Regions from separate parts of the Anas platyrhynchos genome. Here region 2 is linked to region 1. A link is a contact called in public Hi-C data. All regions are on one chromosome and are shown on one strand. The core of a region is the stretch at or near the end of the contact, and the rest is flanking DNA. Distances in the headings are between cores, read along the strand shown. Region 1 holds the start of TNIP3 (TNFAIP3 interacting protein 3). Region 2 overlaps TNIP3 (TNFAIP3 interacting protein 3).

The links. A called contact is a pair of places that touch in the nucleus more often than the background predicts.
Region 2: a Hi-C map of F1 follicle shows a contact between it and region 1, with 1.9 times the contacts expected there. The contact joins the enhancer-like site here to the promoter of TNIP3 in region 1. A contact is called at or near these places in 4 of 8 Hi-C or Micro-C datasets (F1 follicle, liver, skeletal muscle and 1 more).

What each region holds. Positions count from the first base shown.
Region 1 is chr4:46,848,630-46,852,929 of IASCAAS_PekinDuck_T2T, reverse strand. It overlaps TNIP3 (TNFAIP3 interacting protein 3), which reads right to left and starts at 2,481. Exons shown (of 15, transcript XM_072037485.1): 1 at 2,362-2,481; 2 at 1,778-1,908.
Region 2 is chr4:46,904,130-46,908,429 of IASCAAS_PekinDuck_T2T, reverse strand. TNIP3 (TNFAIP3 interacting protein 3) reads right to left here. Exons shown (of 15, transcript XM_072037485.1): 11 at 3,101-3,226; 12 at 1,583-1,636; 13 at 126-284. Among named protein-coding and RNA genes, the nearest start is that of NDNF, 32 kb to the left of the region's middle. Within about 2 kb of position 2,554, at least 1 of the 8 cell types and tissues checked has an H3K27ac peak or open chromatin away from gene starts, as enhancers often do.

The DNA of each region.
Region 1 (4,300 bases), core at 1,232-3,731:
CCTGCTGCCCATTTGCTCCCCCCTCCACCCTGTACACAGCTGGGCACCCCAGCCTCCTCACCCCCAAGCAGAAAGGAGATGCAGGTGTCAGGGAGGAACAGCCTCAGGGGCATCCTTTGGTGCCCTTGCTGCATATTCCTCTCAGCCAGTTGCTGAACTGCTACCTGGGGTCAGCACCTTCTTCACCTCCACTCCTTGTACAGCCCCTTGCAGGGGCAGCTCAGTCATCCCTCATTCTTAGATAGACCTGCAAAGAGCTTCAATCTTACTGATTGAATCTTACTGCCAATGTTATTCTGCAAAAAATACCCTGTTAGGAAGGCCCCAACCATTATTACAATTTTGTTAAATCATGTAATCCAGATGGAAGATAACTGCTCGCCCCCCTCTCCACCCCTGCCAAGTGAAACAGACTTTATGTTGGACAAAAACGATGCCTGTGGATTGAATGCCCACGTGCCTGCCCTCCAGGCAGCATCTCGCTTCACATTCCCAGTTGTCTACCTGCTTCAGAGTGCTTTCCTAGCATAGCCTCTACTTGCTTGTTCTTCTCCAGGCTAATATTACTATTTCACTTCTGGAAAACTATTGCAACTAGTTTCAAAATTCATCTATAACTAAGTGTACATGTAAAAAAAGGAAAAAAAAAAAATAGAAAGAGAAATCACCCACACTCATTGGCAATCTGCTCTGGGATCAGAGCTCCCAGGACAGTTCTCTCCCACAGCGCCTAACCAAATGACAGATCTTGTGGGGAAAACTCATAATCAAACCAGCAAACTGAACTGACCAAATACCAGATACACACAGATATACATCCACTAGAAGGAGCCTGAGTATATTTGTTTAACATCTAAATATAAAATACACCATTCATGACAGAAAACAGCATAATTTTGCAACTTGCATTTTTTAGATCAGTTGGGTTAGTTAACACAGTAAAGATACATATTGATTCAAGTAAAGGGAATTCTGCTGTTCTTCAATCCTCCTATTTTGGTATTTTCCCATGCCTTTATTTAGCATCACCAACAGGCATTTAAAATATTTTTGGTATACTTAGCATGTAAGACAAATAGCTAGAGGGTTCAGGTTGAGGTTTGTGTCTCCAGAGTTTGCAGCAGTTTTCAGAATTGTACTGAAGAAAACATGCAAGTTAACCTTAAAACACTGCAGGAAAGGGAAATTTATTATGAAATATATTTCCTTCACAGAAGTTATTAGCATTTATTAAGAAAATAGTGGATAAAAATAATTAAATTGAACCCATTTTATATAGGCCAGGTATGTTTTTCCTGGTATTAACTAGGAACCAGATACTCACCTTTCTGTCAGCCCAGCCAATTGCATTTTATATAACAAAGCTACGTCCTGTAATCACAGAAGTAGACACATTGACTGTGAAGATTAGAAAAATAACTTGGCACCAAATTGTCCAGAAATAACAGCAAAGAACAAACAAAATGCTGCCTATGCAAGAGAGAAGCAAGAGAAGCAGAAATTCCAAAGGCATATTCAATAAAACCACTGAATAAAAACAATGAATCTGCTATTTCTCTCATTGTTTTATGATCATAATCAAATCTTATTCTTTACTAACAATTATTTTTATTTTAAAGAAGGGCCTATAATAGATTTTTGTGTTTGTGTTAAGCAGGTATGTCACATGCACATGGGGCTGCTATTTCTGGCATGCAGCAGTGACTTCACTCAGCAAAACGTTCTTTTTCTCAAACATTTGCATGCAAAAGAAACGACAGCTAGTTTTGCCACTTACCTTGTTTTCTCCACTGCCCCAGTTCACCTCCTCACCTATGCACACCAGCAGCTTTGGGAATGGCCTTCTTCAGCCCTCTCCTCTACCTCGCAGCTGTCCTGCATCTAAAGGATAGTCCTGAAGCCACTAAACTGAAAGTTAAAGGTCACTGTTGAGTTCACTGGAGCAGAAACAAGCACCCAACTCTTATTTTTCATGGCACTCATGTCTTTCTGAGGAAAAAAATGCGACCTTTAGCTTATCTCTCTCTTACAGATTAAAGTTCACTGCAAGTTCTCAGGTTCTAGGAACAACTTTAGTGGCACATAGCCATGGAAGGTGAAACTGTAATAGACTTTTAAGTCTGCCATGTTTCTAGATTTCAAAGCTAAACAAGTGAAAGGCAGTTACCATCTTACCTGGCTTACTGTAAAACATGAAAAAAAAAATATATATATATATAAAGAAATAGTTGAGAAAGCATGCCAAAGTGCTTTGAACAATGATATATATGCCTTTTGCGTGTGTTTGTGCTGGTCTGTAATGGGTTTGATGTTTCAAGAAAAAATGAAGCTAGAATATCAGTTATAGTCCACAGGACCTACCTATTTCAAGTGCATTATCTCTACCTCCTTTTGCTGAGAATACTTCATCAGAAGTCTAATACTTCATTAAATCAGCCTAATTTGAAGTCCTGTTGAATTAATTACTAGCTGAGTCTACAAGGGGATGTTGTTTCAATTGACTTCATCTGTTCACCCTAAGAAAAAAAAAATGGTCTGACAAAAATCAAGAGCCAATATTCTGTTTACAGAGATTCCACTTTAACTGCTGTTTGCAAAAGATCAGCTAACTGTTTTGGTACTTTTTGTTCCAGAATGCAGCACTGGGGGGGGGTCTGATTATGTAAACAGAGAATTCAGTAAGAACAGTAATTGTTTCCAGGTGTTTTGTAAAGAGTACTGTATATAATATCAATTTTAAAAACAGAGAAACAAATGTACTATTCCAAGGAAAGATTAATTCAATTAATTTGCTGCATCAGTTCTGAAACCTCAGTTTTAAACCTGAACATCTGGCTTATAAAGTAGCAATTCCAGAAAATGTACTGAATGAAAATCCAGCAGTCACCATGAAAATCTGACAAACCAAGTATCATCTTTCAGTTCTCTGCTGTCTGTAGCTGCCACATAGCATCTTGGTTGTGTATTTATTTTATCCTACTAACTACAAGTTACAATGACAGTCCCGGAAGAGAAAAACAAACAAGCAAACCCAAAACAAACCAAAAAGGCAAAACCTCTAAACTGGTGCAGAAATTTAAACATATCTCATGTGGAGTATTTGGACAACTTCTTGTTAAATAAGCCTTTCAGTTTGTTTATTCCTCAAAAAAAAAAAAAAAAAAAAAAAAAAAAAAAAAAAAAGTTACAGAAGATTCTGTAAAACATCCCACAAGGTGTCACTAGAGATGCATCAGCCAAAATCTTCCTCAAACACCCTCCCCTACCATTGCTAGCTAAAATAGCCTTCCTCTTTCCCACGGAGAATGCTATGGACAGCTTTGAAAACACGCGAAAATAAAAGACAAAATGTGGACAGAAGCATGTTTACTTGTGTAACTCTGTACTTTAAGTTGTGGCCTATTAACCATCTAGGCAATAATTTGAATAGTGAATGAACCAAGCAAACATTGATCAATGGGAAAAGCACTGCAACTTAGGCATCATCTTTCAATGAACTGTCTCAAAAATGTGCAACAAGGTAAGTTTTACATAAGAGTCAGCAGAAGATGCATTGTCCCTGTTTTCAGACTCCTAATATAGAAAGAGGGACAAAATCAATCACCAGATCTGCCACGGTTCCCCATTAATACTAGGAAAGATGTCGTGTTTTATATTCTTCATTAAGTTTTATACCCATCTTTTAACATTCACACCTATCCCTGAGTGTCACAGATGTCTTTCAAATACCCATTATCTTCAGATATGATGGCACGATAGGATCCCCATTTCCAGTAATTGCTTAAGACCCTTTCTGTCGAGTACTGTATGAACAAAGTATGAATGCAAAGCTACTGTGCTGGACAAAAATTACTCCCCCTCCCTGTGTTCCCCCACTCCACCCCAGATTCCCATATCTAGAAAATTATATACCACTTGAGAGATGTGTATTAATACAGAGCAAGTCAGAGAGCTCAAGTAGCAGTTACATTTCAGTGCCCAATTGTTTCTATGCTATGAAAATTGAAGCAGATGGCATGCTGAACATGAGCAGAACAGCTGAGCAGCACAGAGGTACATTCACGGACCTAGTCAGTCTCCTGCCCCAAAAAGGCACAATTATATCAGGTATAATGACTTACATTGCTTATTGCCTGGCAGGCAGTGCACTGTAGTTAGTTAATTGCTGCAGAAAGTGTTCAGTTCACCTCATCCCTGGGCTAAATGTCAGGTTCCAAAGGACGTCCCAAGCAATGCAAGCAGTTGAGTCTTACGTGCTCAAGCTATGATCCATAGGACTCACCTTTATTTGTTTTTAATT
Region 2 (4,300 bases), core at 1,305-3,804, 55 kb before region 1:
CCAAAAGAACAACAGATTTAGTAACTGATGAGGACAGTGTGATAGCACCATGTTAATTCTTCTGTGGTCACCACACTGTGAGAAAATCAGTGCCCCTGTGAAACTGGAGAAGGTGGGAACCTTACTGAGTGTTGCTGCTGTTCGTGTGCCCTGCGAGACATTGGATGTACTCGAGGATCTTGATAGTGAAGGACCAACCCACAGTTCCCATAATTAACGCATGGGGAGAGAAAGAGTGGAGGTGGGTAACTGGGTCTCTCAGACTGTACCGGGAGGTCTTTTGTCTGTCAAAAATTAAGCAAAGCAAGAAAAAAAAAATGCATTACTAGCAGGATATGACAACCAACAGAATATCCACATACAAATTCATTGGTGAAAAGCAACAGGGAAGAAAATCCCCTTTGTCAGCATTAGTAACAATGCTTTCAGTTTAGCTTCTTCAGACTGTTCACAATTTTAAAAGCATTTAAGAAATTTGACTTTTCTCATGCCAGATTCTTGACACCTTTTATGTTAGAAAATATCTTTTTTCAATATGTGGCAAGCATATTTCTGCATGCTTTCCATATTCAAGAGATCTTCATTACACATTAGTAACATTCAATGGTTTGAAGCAGACCTACATGTGGACAGGCATTTGCATAACAAGAAAAATAAATAATATTGGTAAAGGACCAAAGTCTATGGTCTTGAGATTCGGTTGTGCCTTTTCTTAGGCTTTCTGCATCCCAGTAGAATTAATGGGAATTTGCCTAAGGACAGAACAAGGAGGAATGAAAGATGAGTCAGAACTAAATAATTTGACTTAAGAAAATAAACTAGTAAATACACTGCATGGCTCCTCTTGTATTTAAAGTACTTCATAAGCTTGTTTAATCACATCCCAAAGCAGGAAGAGACAAACAAGATGCTCCCAAGTGTAGGCTGCCAGTGCCACAACTACTCAGCAGCGGCTGCCTGTGTGTGTACCAGTGCCTCAGAAATTCCCTGTGATAAAGGCTAAATGAAAAAGGAGGAATTGAGCAGGGCCAAATACTGTGGAACATCTGAGGCACTGCAAATTCACACTGTACTGGTCTCTCTCATCCATCCATAGCCACAGATAACTCATGGAATAGATTTGGGTCAGCAGCTGAAGCTGAACACACACACAGGATAGCTTAAAGCCTGGTACTGATCCTCTGTATATAGGTGAGCCTCAGGTACTACTCCACTAGTTTCCATCTCCTGTGTCAACTAGAATACACCTGCAAGTCCCAGCATCTGTCCTGCAGATGATAGCCAGTTATGTACAGCACCAATCCTCTGGCAAGGGTTCAAGATCTCTATGTTGTGAGATTAAGTGCCCTCCTTCCTCCCTCCCAAGAGGGTAAGAGGAGGAAGAAAGGAGGTGCTCGTTCTCCCAACATAAAGAGCTTGAACCCTTCAGCCCCTCCTGTCACATCTAATGCCACTGGCTTTGGTGGCTGACAAGCAGAGGCAGCGACCAGGAGCGTAAGAAATTGAGATAGTTCCTCACTGCTCCCAAGGGCCAGCATTTCATTTACATCCAACAACAAGACACAGGTAAACAGAAACATACCTGCTGCTGCAACTGCTTTTCTAGTTTTTCCTTTCCCTTCACACAGGTCTTAATCTGAAAATAAATGAAATATTCACCCTGATAAATCAAACCCTTAAAAATCACATCCAAAGCTGCAATGTCACTGCAATGCAGGGGCATATCACACAGAGCTTGTACCACCTGTAGGGCGCACAGTATGCATGCACTGCAGATAAATCACTGGTCCTGGTCCAGAGGGGCTGGGGAGGAGTGGGAGAGGCCTGTTAGCCCCATTTATAGTCCCTCTGCTCACTGTCACTGCTGTGAGAGGTTCTCACAGCATCCACTGACTGACCAGTCAGGGCCATACAAGAAGTTTAGGTTTCTATGGTCTCTAGATGAAGCAAAAATATATAGAAGATGTCTTGGAGTACAAAGACATCTACAGATGTGTCCTACACACAGACACACCTTATTGAACCAACCAGGAGTGGGCTAGTGGGTAGGGGAAAGATAACTAAAAGTTATTGCATGCAAAATAGCAGATTTGTCCGAGGTATTTCTGCATGCCTGGGATGCCCTGAATGGCAAATCACAGCATTCACTCTGGCACTGCCATTTTGTTTGTTTGTTTTTTACACCTGCATGGAATGCTTCCAAGCACCTACAAAAGCACAGGTTAGCCTCAGGCCCAACTGCAGCAGTGCCCTAGCATCAGTCAAGATGCCCAACCTGTGCTCCTCTACAACTGAAGCTGGTGGCAGTGAGGAACACTGGACAGCACCTTGTCTCTCACTCTATTGCAAGATCTTACTAGTATTGATGAATGGCTTGGCTGAAAATAAGGCAATACCGCAGTTTCTGTTTCAAAACAAAGTTGGGGAGAACAATAAATCATCACAGAACATTTTGGTAATCAGCCATTCTTTTAAAACATTGCACAACTCTGTCAAGACAGGAAACCTCAAAATTTCATAACTTTTAAAGGGAGTTGAGAAAGCTCAAAATTTTGCATGCCATGACTTTGCTTTGGCTTCCTGAATGTCTGTGAACAGAATACTGACACTACTCTGAAGAGATAAAAAGGATGTTGCAACAAGAAATTATTCCAGAGGCTGCTCAGCTAATTTGGATGGAGACTTTTTTTTTCCTCAGTGATATTAATATTGCTCTGTAATTCCATAGCAGAGGTCAGGATTCATTACAGACGCTTTTTATTTCAAAAGCTGGTTTGATGTTACAACTCTCATATCAAGTGCCAGTGAAACAATCAAGAGTCCTCTGGATTTGTTTTTGATTCCCCCCTTGTATTTTAAGATATGTTTGAAGAGTTCTTGCAATAAACACTCCCTTCATCTACTTAATTTGGAAGTTGTCTCTAATCATTTCTCATCTTCTTACTGCATTACTTCAGAATGATTTCATCCCAGGTGGTGACCTCACATAAAATCCAATGTCAATTAATGGAAGCCAGAAAGCCTTGGATTGTGTGGAGAGTGAGAAAATAAAAATAAAATACACATGTGCTGGCAATAGTGACTTTCTTTTGACTCATACCTGAGAGTTTAGTTTATTCAGTTGAGACTGTAATCTCTCGTTAATCTTCTGCAATGCTTCTTTCTCCTCATTAAGTCTTTCTCTGTCAGATCGCTCCTTTCTGAAGTCTTCTTCATATATTTGTACCTGCAATCATTATGACTATGTGAATTTCAGCAGAGCCACAACAGAAATTTTAATCCACTTTGTTATATGGTTGCTTTTTAAACAATGGCCAAGCAGTGGGATGCATTCCAAAAGGATCCCTCTTTACAGTCCTGCAACCAAAAGATTTTCCCTCGCTATTTTTCTTTTTTTTTTTTTTTTTTTTTAAATGAACAATACAAAATGACAATTCCACAGTGGCACATCAACTGAAACAGTCCACAGCTTCACTGTTTGTAGATAGTCATAATTAAAAGGCTTACTGGGGAATATCCATTTTAACAATTATAAATAAGATACAAAATACTAAAGACGTGGATCTTTTTAAGGGATAAACAGTAGTAGGGCAAACATTTTATGATTTTTTTTTTCCAGTTTTCAATTGCAAACATCTTTTAATCTCTCCAGTATCTCAGATGCAAGCAGTTAGCATTCTGGTGGAGACCGGAGGTGCTCACACAGCACAAAAAAATGACGTCTATCACACTGTCTGACAGAAGATTATCATTTTATCCAACCTAACGATGAGCAACTGTGATCAAAGAACATCCTGCCTTTTTCATAGCCCACTGAATACCACATGACAAGCTTAGCCTTGAGCCTACCTTGCTTTATGCCTTTGCAGTTGCCTGCAGATTTACCTTTTCTGCTGCTCTAACTCTCTAACAAGAGTGTAGCCCAAAGGATTAATCTGTGAAGAGTAAGTGACAGTATTTAGAGCCATCGTGATATACTTATGACTAGAAAACTTGAACTAGTCAGGACAGTCAAGAAGTTTACACCTTGGCTGAAACACTGTGGAAAGAAACCCATAGTTCTTCAACTAATGGGCAGGCATCCACCTGGTATGAAGCTGAAGGTCGGTGGCACTTTCAATGACAGATAAGGTTGGATTAGATGGTCTTAGAGGTCTTTCCCAACCTTAATGGTTCTATTATTCTATAACAGCAAAAGCACACTGGAGTGGGAACTATCACCAAAGCTTTCAGGAGTCCTTTCAGTTGGTCACTAAAGCCTGCTGACAATCTACTGTCAAAGAATTTGGTTGCTGTGTCT